2 separate regions of the Triticum aestivum genome follow, and region 1 is linked to region 2. A link is a contact called in public Hi-C data. All regions are on one chromosome and are shown on one strand. Each heading gives the region's core, a stretch centred on a gene start, on an enhancer-like site or on the middle of the called end of the contact. The rest is flanking DNA. Distances are from core to core; before and after follow the strand shown. Region 1 holds the start of LOC123188791 (potassium transporter 22). Region 2 holds the start of LOC123188790 (probable tetraacyldisaccharide 4'-kinase, mitochondrial).

Region 1 (4,393 bases), core at 1,448-3,947, 260 kb before region 2:
TTCTTGTTAATTTCTTTAACCCAACAGGGTACTGAATCTTCTACTCCACTACCGAGTTGATTGATTGCAAAATATCATCTGCATGCATGCATGCATGCATGCATGAGATCCCTGAGAGTTCGGTACGCTGCTAGATGCATGTTGATGATAAAACATTTTACTCCAACATGTAAGCTACTACTAGCCTGGAGTAGTCGTACGTATACGTAACGTATGAATGTGTATGCTGATTTGCAAGTTAGTACTACGATGGATGGATGTCACATCCATTATAACTGCAAACATTTATTGAGGCTGCAATGATTCAGAGTGCGTGTCCTGGAGGTTTCACACGCCGTTAAGTATCGATAGAGATACTCCTACCGTCTCAAAGAAAAAGTATCGGCATAGTTAATAGAGTTTACTGTTGATCTTGAGTTTAGAGAGTGACAGCCTATCTATCCTGAAAACTACGTACAGAGGGAAGGGATCCATGGATCGGTTCTCCGAATCATGTACGATTGAAATGCAAGATTTATTGATGTTTGTGACAAGTTAACACACACGCACCATTTCATCACTGCGTGGAGAAGATGGTGTCGACTGTTAACGACTTAGTACAAGACAAGACGTACCCTACATCTACTGTACATGTGAGGTAGCATGCAGTAGTTGAACATTATATTCAGGTGTGTGCATCTCGAGTCTGAACACAAGAGGTGGAGCACAGTAGATGTCGGTACTAGTATGTCTGTCGAGCCTGTACTCGTACTCGTACGTGTGGATAGCAGTGAGGCTGCGTAAACACCACTATATATACAACTATACATACCGATGGACCGATAACTGCTGGATGGCGACGGCGCCATCGACAAAGTCGTCTCACTTAATCATGCCTGGACGGCTGGACTACAAGAGACCTACCTGCCCACATACTACACACTGACCCATCGGAAAAAGAAATGGCGGACATGGACGGATGTATGCTGTTTTTCTCGCATCAATTAATATGCCCGCCTCAAATGATTTTTGCTTTTCCTCGCTGCTCTATCTATGCTGCGTTGCATCTAGATCACGCCACGCTACACTCCAGCTAGCTGGTCGTCGATCGCGTTCACACTTGTTACCCATAGCAATAGGCGCGCGGCCGGCTGATCGAGTTGTATGTATGATATTGATGCCTCTAGCTAGGCGCTAGTACGTACGTATGCTGTACAAGGTAGACTGAAAGATATAATATATGCATGGTGCGTACCTGTGGTGAGGTGCGGCGCCTTCTCCTTGAGCCCTCCCACGGCGGACAGCACGGAGATGGCCGGCGTCAGGCAGGCGTCGCTGATCACCATGGCCGTGGCGAGGATGGTGAGCAGGAAGAGCGAGATGCGCACGGGCTTGCTCGTCTCCAGGAGCTCCTTCACCCGCTGCGCGCGGTACGCCGCCGGCGAGGCCAGCTGCAGCGTGGCCAGGGCGCGCCGCCGGCTGAAGGACTTGGGGTCGTCCTGCTCCAGGATGTGCAGCTCGTCCTCCGCCTGCTGGTTCGGCACCAGGCTCACCTTGGCGTGCCGCGAGATGAGAGAGTAGAGCGCGAACGTACCGCCTGCATGCATGTCATGCAACAGCCTCTTTAATTTGGGCCTTTGGTATCTACTCATGCATGCTAACTAAAATCACCACAAACATTCCCATGCATGTGCTCGATCGTAGGATTATTTATATTAATATGATGGACAATATGAGAAGTATCACGTTGATCACTAACTACAATATCAACTAGTAGTAGCTCTGTGTTAATAATAATTATACAGTAATAAACAACAAACAAACACATGCACGTACGGCCACTTGACCCACTTGAGTTTGGAAAACCTTGTGTTTTTAGGAAGAGACGACAAGAGACGGTGGTGTACCATGCATGCACCAAACGATCAATTTTGCCGTTGGGTCGGGGGTCCAAATAAGCTGTTGGTACATGCAGATGCTGCGTCAATTTGTTGCATGCTAAGATAGCTAGCTAGCTAGGTGCAGCGTACGTACGTGTAACACGTCGCGCAATCTAATTACTATGATCTACTAGTACAAAGAAAGAAGAAAGAGGAAGAAGATGAAGCGAGGAAGGAAATCTGCGTGCGTGCGTACCGTCTCCGTCGTCGTTGGCGCGGAGGGCGATGTAGACGTACTTGACCATGGTGAAGAGTATGAAGCTGTAGATGATGAGGGAGAGGACGCCGAGCAGGTCGTCGGTGTGCCGGACGCCGGCGGTGAAGGTGCTGGAGTAGACGTAGAGGGGCGACGTGCCGATGTCGCCGTAGAGCACGCCGACGCACTGGAACGCGAGGCGCAGCGTCTTGCCCCACCGCTCATGGCCGTGGTGGCTGGCGCCGCCGGCCCGGGAGGCGTCCCGGTACAGCGAGTCCTGCCGCTGCACCACCTCCGGCATGTCCAGCGCGCACTCCACCTCCAGCACCTCATCATCACCACCCTTCTGTTGCTGCTCAGCCATCGATCCTAGCTACCAGCCGGCTAGATGACTGAGCTTAATTGTTGAGAAGGATCCAAGAAGTAAGTGTGTAACTAATTAGCTCGTGGAATAACATGCCAATATCCAGCTAGCTAGCTTGTGCTCCTGGATGGATCTAGCCTCTCATGGCCTCGCCATGCAACCTTCCCTTTTATAATGAGCTAGTACTACTATTGGCATCTCCCTGGTTAGAGTTAGCGCGCGGTACTAGTTGTCTTGTCGATCGCTGGAGTATGTGAACGGCAGGGCAGCAATTAATTAAGCTGCTACAGTACTTATGTGGAGTAGTACATACGTGGTGCTGTGCTATGCGACCCGACCTGGATACGTTTTCAGATGGACGTTGATGGATCAACAGATTCCGTCCCCGCAATGGCCTTGGCTTGGCTAGCTGCCCGCGGCTTACTTTTCGCCCATCACCCTTCGCGGCTCATGGCGTCAGCGTCGGGCTCGGGCCACAAGGGTGTGATCACAATTCATTGATGTAGCTGTTGCTACGCCAAAGGAAATCAAAAATCGATATCTTTCCATCACCGCGCGGTCCATTTCAGCGTGGATCCACGAATTCAACCACGCGTAGACAGGCCTTGGATTCAGATGCATGACCTCACGTCCGCCGCACGTACCTACGTCGAGTGAGAAAAACGCTACCTACCTATGTTGGATCCACTCATTGACCGCGGTGCAAGATCGTCGATCATCTCTTGTAGCTCTCCGTCCACACGCATACGTCCTTCATTTCTGACGGATCCACTGATTGACCTCGGGGTAAGATTCAGTCGGGGGTGTTTCTCTTCTGTCTGGCCTTTATCTGTACATGGCTCTGTTTTCCTCAAGTAACCCACTACTATGCTCTTACAATCTCTTCTTCCTCAGCTAGGAACGTAGTACCCAGGAAGCGCCATACAGGCCATTATAGTTTCCTTGATAAATTACCAGTATCCTTTTAGAACACTGACATATCCTCTTTTTTTCTTTCCTTTTTCTGAACAACTCAACACTTAATCTGTAGTAGTACGTCCTAGATTTCTATGGAGATTTTATGCAAGCTAGCTTATTGATTATTTATTAATTGTTCCAGGTATTGCTCTGTAGGTTCTTCCCCGATAAGCAAGTGTGCTTGCTTACCAGATTAATTCAACTGAAGTTAGCCAAGGACAGGCTACCAAGTTAGTTAAGAGTGGACACACCGGGGAATGGTTAGCTAGCGCGAGGCACCAAACGCATTAGCCAACCAAAGCGATGCCCCACGACGCCTAATTTATCAGATTGCGACCTCAAGAACGTGATCTCTCCCATGTATTTTCTTCAATTATCCAAGAAACAAGCCATTAAGGTGCACAGTAATTCATTGTTAGAAGCAAATCTTAATATCCAAGTTAGCGGCATGTTCATAGAAGACGCTTTGCCAAGTTCCATAAGGCTACTGTATTATTTGTTTCACTGTCATAACTGTGGCATGCACACTTTCTTAGCGGCGATTTTCAACCAGCACAGCGAAGGCCTTGTAGTATTTTTTGTTAAACTTTGTCTAACTTGTGTCACCAATTTTCCCGCCACACTGTTTGTGGCTTGACGGAGTTTGCCACTAAATAAATGTGACAACGTATGTATAGCTATGAATCATGGATGGCTTAAACCCGGCTCTTGTTTCATGATACGCATATGCATAATTTGATAACTATATTCAGATTTGAGACTTCACTTTCATCCATTGATGCTCTTTATATCCAATTAGTTGCCGCATGGATCCATGTAGCGACATACTGTTCTAGCTAGGTACTAGGGGCTAGGTGCAGGATCATGTATCCTGCCTGAAGAAGCGTTCATACCATGATAGGTTGACAGAAAGGGACACCCAGCTAGCTAGCCAACAAAGCCATAAAGAATCAAACC
Region 2 (4,461 bases), core at 35-2,534:
TATATGCTCCATTTACATTAATTTTCAAAGTGCCCTCAACCGGCGCTGCCTACTTGCTTACTGTCTGTATCTTGCCCTTCGTTCTGAACAGTTGCATAAATTTCAACGTACTGCATTGCACTCTATGAACCAGCTCGTTGTCCGTGATTGGAAGCTCCCCTTCCCTTATCTTATTCCTCTTGTTCCACCAATTCCACTAGAAGGTGAGGATTTGGACACACACTTTTTCATCTAACCTCCATAGAAGATCCATAACTGCATGCCTAGATGAAAGTTCTTCCAGCTCCACGCGTATCTTCTCCAGGCTCATAGCCCTCCATACTTCTTTGACAGCCTTGCACTTGACAAAGAGGTGTGCCCCGTCCTCATCCACCCTCCCACAGAAGAAGCATTTTGAGCTTTCAAGCTTGACCCCTCTCCTCATCAAGTTGGTGCAGAAAGCCAGGGACTCATGCTTGACTCGCCAAGCAAATATCTGAATCTTACGTGGGCATGGCAGCTTCCAGATTCTCCGCCATGACTGGTCGTCCCATCTATCCAACCTCCCTGCCCCCATTGTACTACTGCTTGGGGCCTCGTTCTTTGCTTGTTCCTGCAGCTGTACATATAGTTTGTTGGCGCTTTTCACTGTGTGGTTCCCTTTCGAGTCAAAGTGCCAAGCCATGAAATCGCTCACTTATTCACGCAGGGGAATCTGGAAAATGTGTCGTACATCATCCGGCCAAAAAGTGTCCTTGACGAGTTGCTCATCCCAAGACCCCGTAATCAGGCAAATAAGATCGCTGACCTGTGTAATTAGGTTCTGCCCTTTTGGTGTGATAACCCGTCGCGACCAAGCCCTTGGAATCCAGGGGTCAGACCAGATGTTGACTCCTAACCCATCATCGATTCTCCAGATATAACCCTTCTTGATCAGCTCGAGGCCACGTAATATAGTTCGTCAGGTATATGATATGCCATCTCTAGGTTTTGCATCCAACAAGTGAAACTGAGGGACCGCACTTTCATTATACGTCCACATAGAGAGTCGGGGTTTTGAAGCAGTCTCCAGCCTTGCCGTGACGACATCGCCATGTTAAAACTATGCATGTCCCTGAATTCTAGGCCACCCATGCCTTTGGGGAGTGTCCATGTCTCCCAACTTAACCAGTGAATGGTATTCTCTTTTTCCTGTTGGCTCCCCCCGATTTTCTCACAACGACCAGCTCTCCTTTTTTTTCTATGGTTTTTTTAGCAACTTCTATGGATTTTGTTAATTCCCCGTCTAAGCCCAGCATACCGAGTTTCAATCAAGCTGGCTTAATTGGGAAAAAGGCCCAGCCCAACACTTCGTCACCCGGGGAGAGGCGGCGGCGACCACCCCGGGGACTCTCCGATGGCGACGGAGAAGGCGCGGCAGCTCCTGGCCCGCCTCGCCGCCACCCCGGACGCCGCCGTTCCTAACCTCCCCTTCCTCCACCGCGCACTCCTCCTCCCTCTCCTCTCCGCCGCCTCCGCCCTCCTACGCCTCCCCGTCATCCTCTCCTCCTCTCCGCTACGCTCGCGACGGACCCTACCGGTCCCCGTCATCAGCGTAGGAAACCTCACCTGGGGCGGCAACGGAAAGACACCCATGGTCGACTTCCTGGCCCGCAGGTTTCACAGTATGGGCATCTCGCCACTCATCCTAACAAGGGTAAACTCGTCCTCCTAATGCTGCTTGCTTGCTTGTACTTCTTCACATTTGTATTGTTTCTCATTCAATCATTTAGTTACGCAGACAAAATTTTCAGTAAAAATGGGGTCTCTTCATCAGTCCTAAACTAACGTTTAGCCACTGTCACCTAGTTCATTTCCAATACTTCATTTATATTTCTCGTGATGCTACCTTTGAACAAATCAGTCATAAAATTCGATGCTGTAGGGTTATGCGGGTGGCGATGAATCTAAGATGCTCCGGAGGCGCCTTGCTGATACTTCCACCAAGATTGGTGTTGGCGCAAACCGGGCTGCCGTGGGTTCTTCCATGTTGCAAAAGTATGGCCATGTCGATCCTTGTGATGCCTTCCGCCGGGAGAAGTTAGGGTGCAACCGGGTGGCAAGCGGTAAAAGTGCGAAAATTGGAGTCGCTATACTGGATGACGGAATGCAGGTATCAAGTATTTGTTTTTCTTTTCTTGTATAGACAACTTATATGGATCAATCCATCAGTACCATGGAATCTTACTTGGAAAATAGCTAAACAGTGGCATCTTTTAAACTAATAATGGTCAAGCATAGCTGTTCCTTCAGGAAACACATGTTCTCATGTATGTATTCTCGGTTCTGTCTATCGTTTCTTGTAGGCAGCACCGGAGTCTGCTTCGAGATGTGGAGATTGTGATGGTCAATGGGTTGACACCTTGGGGAAATACTCATTTCATTCCACGAGGACCCATGAGGGAACCGTTGAGCGCACTTACTCGAGCTGATATAGTGGTTATTCATCATGCGGATCTGGTAAACGATAGTCTCAGTAACTCAGACTTTCTTGTAACTTATTTGTGTTTCCTGTTTGAGTATTAAATGTTTAGTGGCTGATATTGTTCTTGACATGAAGCACTGAAAGTGTGATGTTGAAGTAAGCCAGCACAAATTTAAGCTGTCACATAAAAATGTATTTATAGCGACCATGTGATTCTAAGTATTTAGAATTTACAATTTAGAATTAAAATAATCCAAGGTGCTTTCTTACTTTCCCTCATTGTTAACTGAAATTGCATCCGGAAAAGGTGGGGCTTAACCATTAGTGAATTCCGCACTGCAAGAAATGAGAGATGTTGGTATCTCTTTTACCTCAAGCACATGAATAATCTCATAGGTTGTTCTCTGAACTACCATTTGCTATTACACAGGCTTGTGAAGCGCAGCTGGAAACAATTGCACGTACAGTCCAGGATAGTGGCACAACATGTTCAGTGTTCTTTAGTAAATTGGCCCCATCACATATTTTCGAGGTTCATCAACCATTACAGAAAATATCTCTTAATGTGTTGGGTGGCATGATTGTGCTATGTGTTTCTGCGATTGGCTGCCCAGATGCTTTCATACATACAGTCAGAGAGGTACTTTTTTCCCTCACTTCCTTTGTCTAGACCCTTTTAGCTTGGTGTGTCTTATCTTGAAATGGAATGCTGCCTGTTGTAATCCTACTCTTTTTGAGAAGACAGTGTAAGTGTTTATAGAGGTTCATTGCCACTATGTTTTGCTGCTTGTATATCATCAGACTTAATTAATGTTTCCTAGGTGTATCACACCAACTCAAAACTGGAATTTACAGATAACTTTATTAAGTTTCATGTAAAGCCTTAAGATGTTCCTGTATGTTTTCCTTCATTCATGCTTAGCTGCCTACCTAGACCCAAAGTGGTCGGACCCTTCCCTGGACCCTGCGCAAGCGGGAGCTATATGCACCAGGTTGCCCTTTTTTCATGCTTAGCTGCCTACCTCACACTGTATCATAAGACTAAGGTGGTCAGCCAAACAAACAATACATAGTCAAGTCACCCCACATCTGTAGTCGATATATTTTAAAAAAATCTGACAAAACGCAAAGCTTGCGTCTCGATGCATTGATAGAAAGAAAGTATATACAAGCCTGGAAATATGCTAAACAACCGACCACTCAAGACCTAGACAGGACCATGACCAAAGGTTGTTAGACACACGTTACAACCAACGCCACCAAACTACCTCTGGCCTACATGCCCACTAGTCGGCCACACAAGCACACAGAACGCCGTAACCCACCAGGACCCCGAGATGAGATGAGAAGAGAGAGTGGGTCGTCGGACGGGAATATGGCTCGGCAAAAGATGCCAATTACATACAGCAGGGTGTCGTCGGACGGGAACCAAGACACGTGCACAACAGATCAACCCTCGCGCGACCAGCCACAAGGGACCAATTGGACCCAACCAGGGCTGGTCCTGAGATTTCAGGGGGCTGGGGCGAATCTAGAATGCGGGGCCCTTAGTATAAACGTCTAAATTAGAATCAACGCATGTAGATAAAATTTTTGACCCCAAAAAATAAGTGCATCCAAAATCACAAGCATATCAAATAATGTATACATATTACCTTCAATTTTTCTACATTCTGAGATGCAAAATCACTAATGATAGTAATCTACAACAACAACAACAACAACAACAACAACAACAAAGCCTTTAGTCCCAAACAAGTTGGGGTAGGCTAGAGGTGAAACCCAAGAGATCTCGCAACCAACTCATGGCTCTGGCACGTGGATTGCAAGCTTCCACGCACCCCTGTCCATAGCTAGCTCTTTGATTACTAATGATAGTAATCTCATCCAACAATTTCTTCTCAATGCATACAGTTGCCAAGCCATTTAACCTCTCTTGTGACATTGCAGATCTCAGGTATTATTTAAACACTTTCAACTTTGAGAAGCTTCTTTCAGCTGATGCCCACAGTCATTGT

Evidence for each region. A called contact is a pair of places that touch in the nucleus more often than the background predicts.
Region 1: a contact with region 2 is called in a Hi-C map of leaf, with 4 times the contacts expected there. The contact joins the promoter of LOC123188791 here to the promoter of LOC123188790 in region 2. A contact is called at or near these places in 2 of 5 Hi-C or Micro-C datasets (both in leaf).

What each region holds. Positions count from the first base shown.
Region 1 is chr2A:396,853,299-396,857,691 of IWGSC CS RefSeq v2.1, reverse strand. LOC123188791 (potassium transporter 22) reads right to left here and starts at 2,697. Exons shown (of 3, transcript XM_044601038.1): 1 at 2,116-2,697; 2 at 1,235-1,576. The coding sequence starts at 2,479.
Region 2 is chr2A:396,587,749-396,592,209 of IWGSC CS RefSeq v2.1, reverse strand. It overlaps LOC123188790 (probable tetraacyldisaccharide 4'-kinase, mitochondrial), which reads left to right and starts at 1,284. Exons shown (of 7, transcript XM_044601037.1): 1 at 1,284-1,675; 2 at 1,904-2,131; 3 at 2,329-2,478; 4 at 2,874-3,083. The coding sequence starts at 1,376.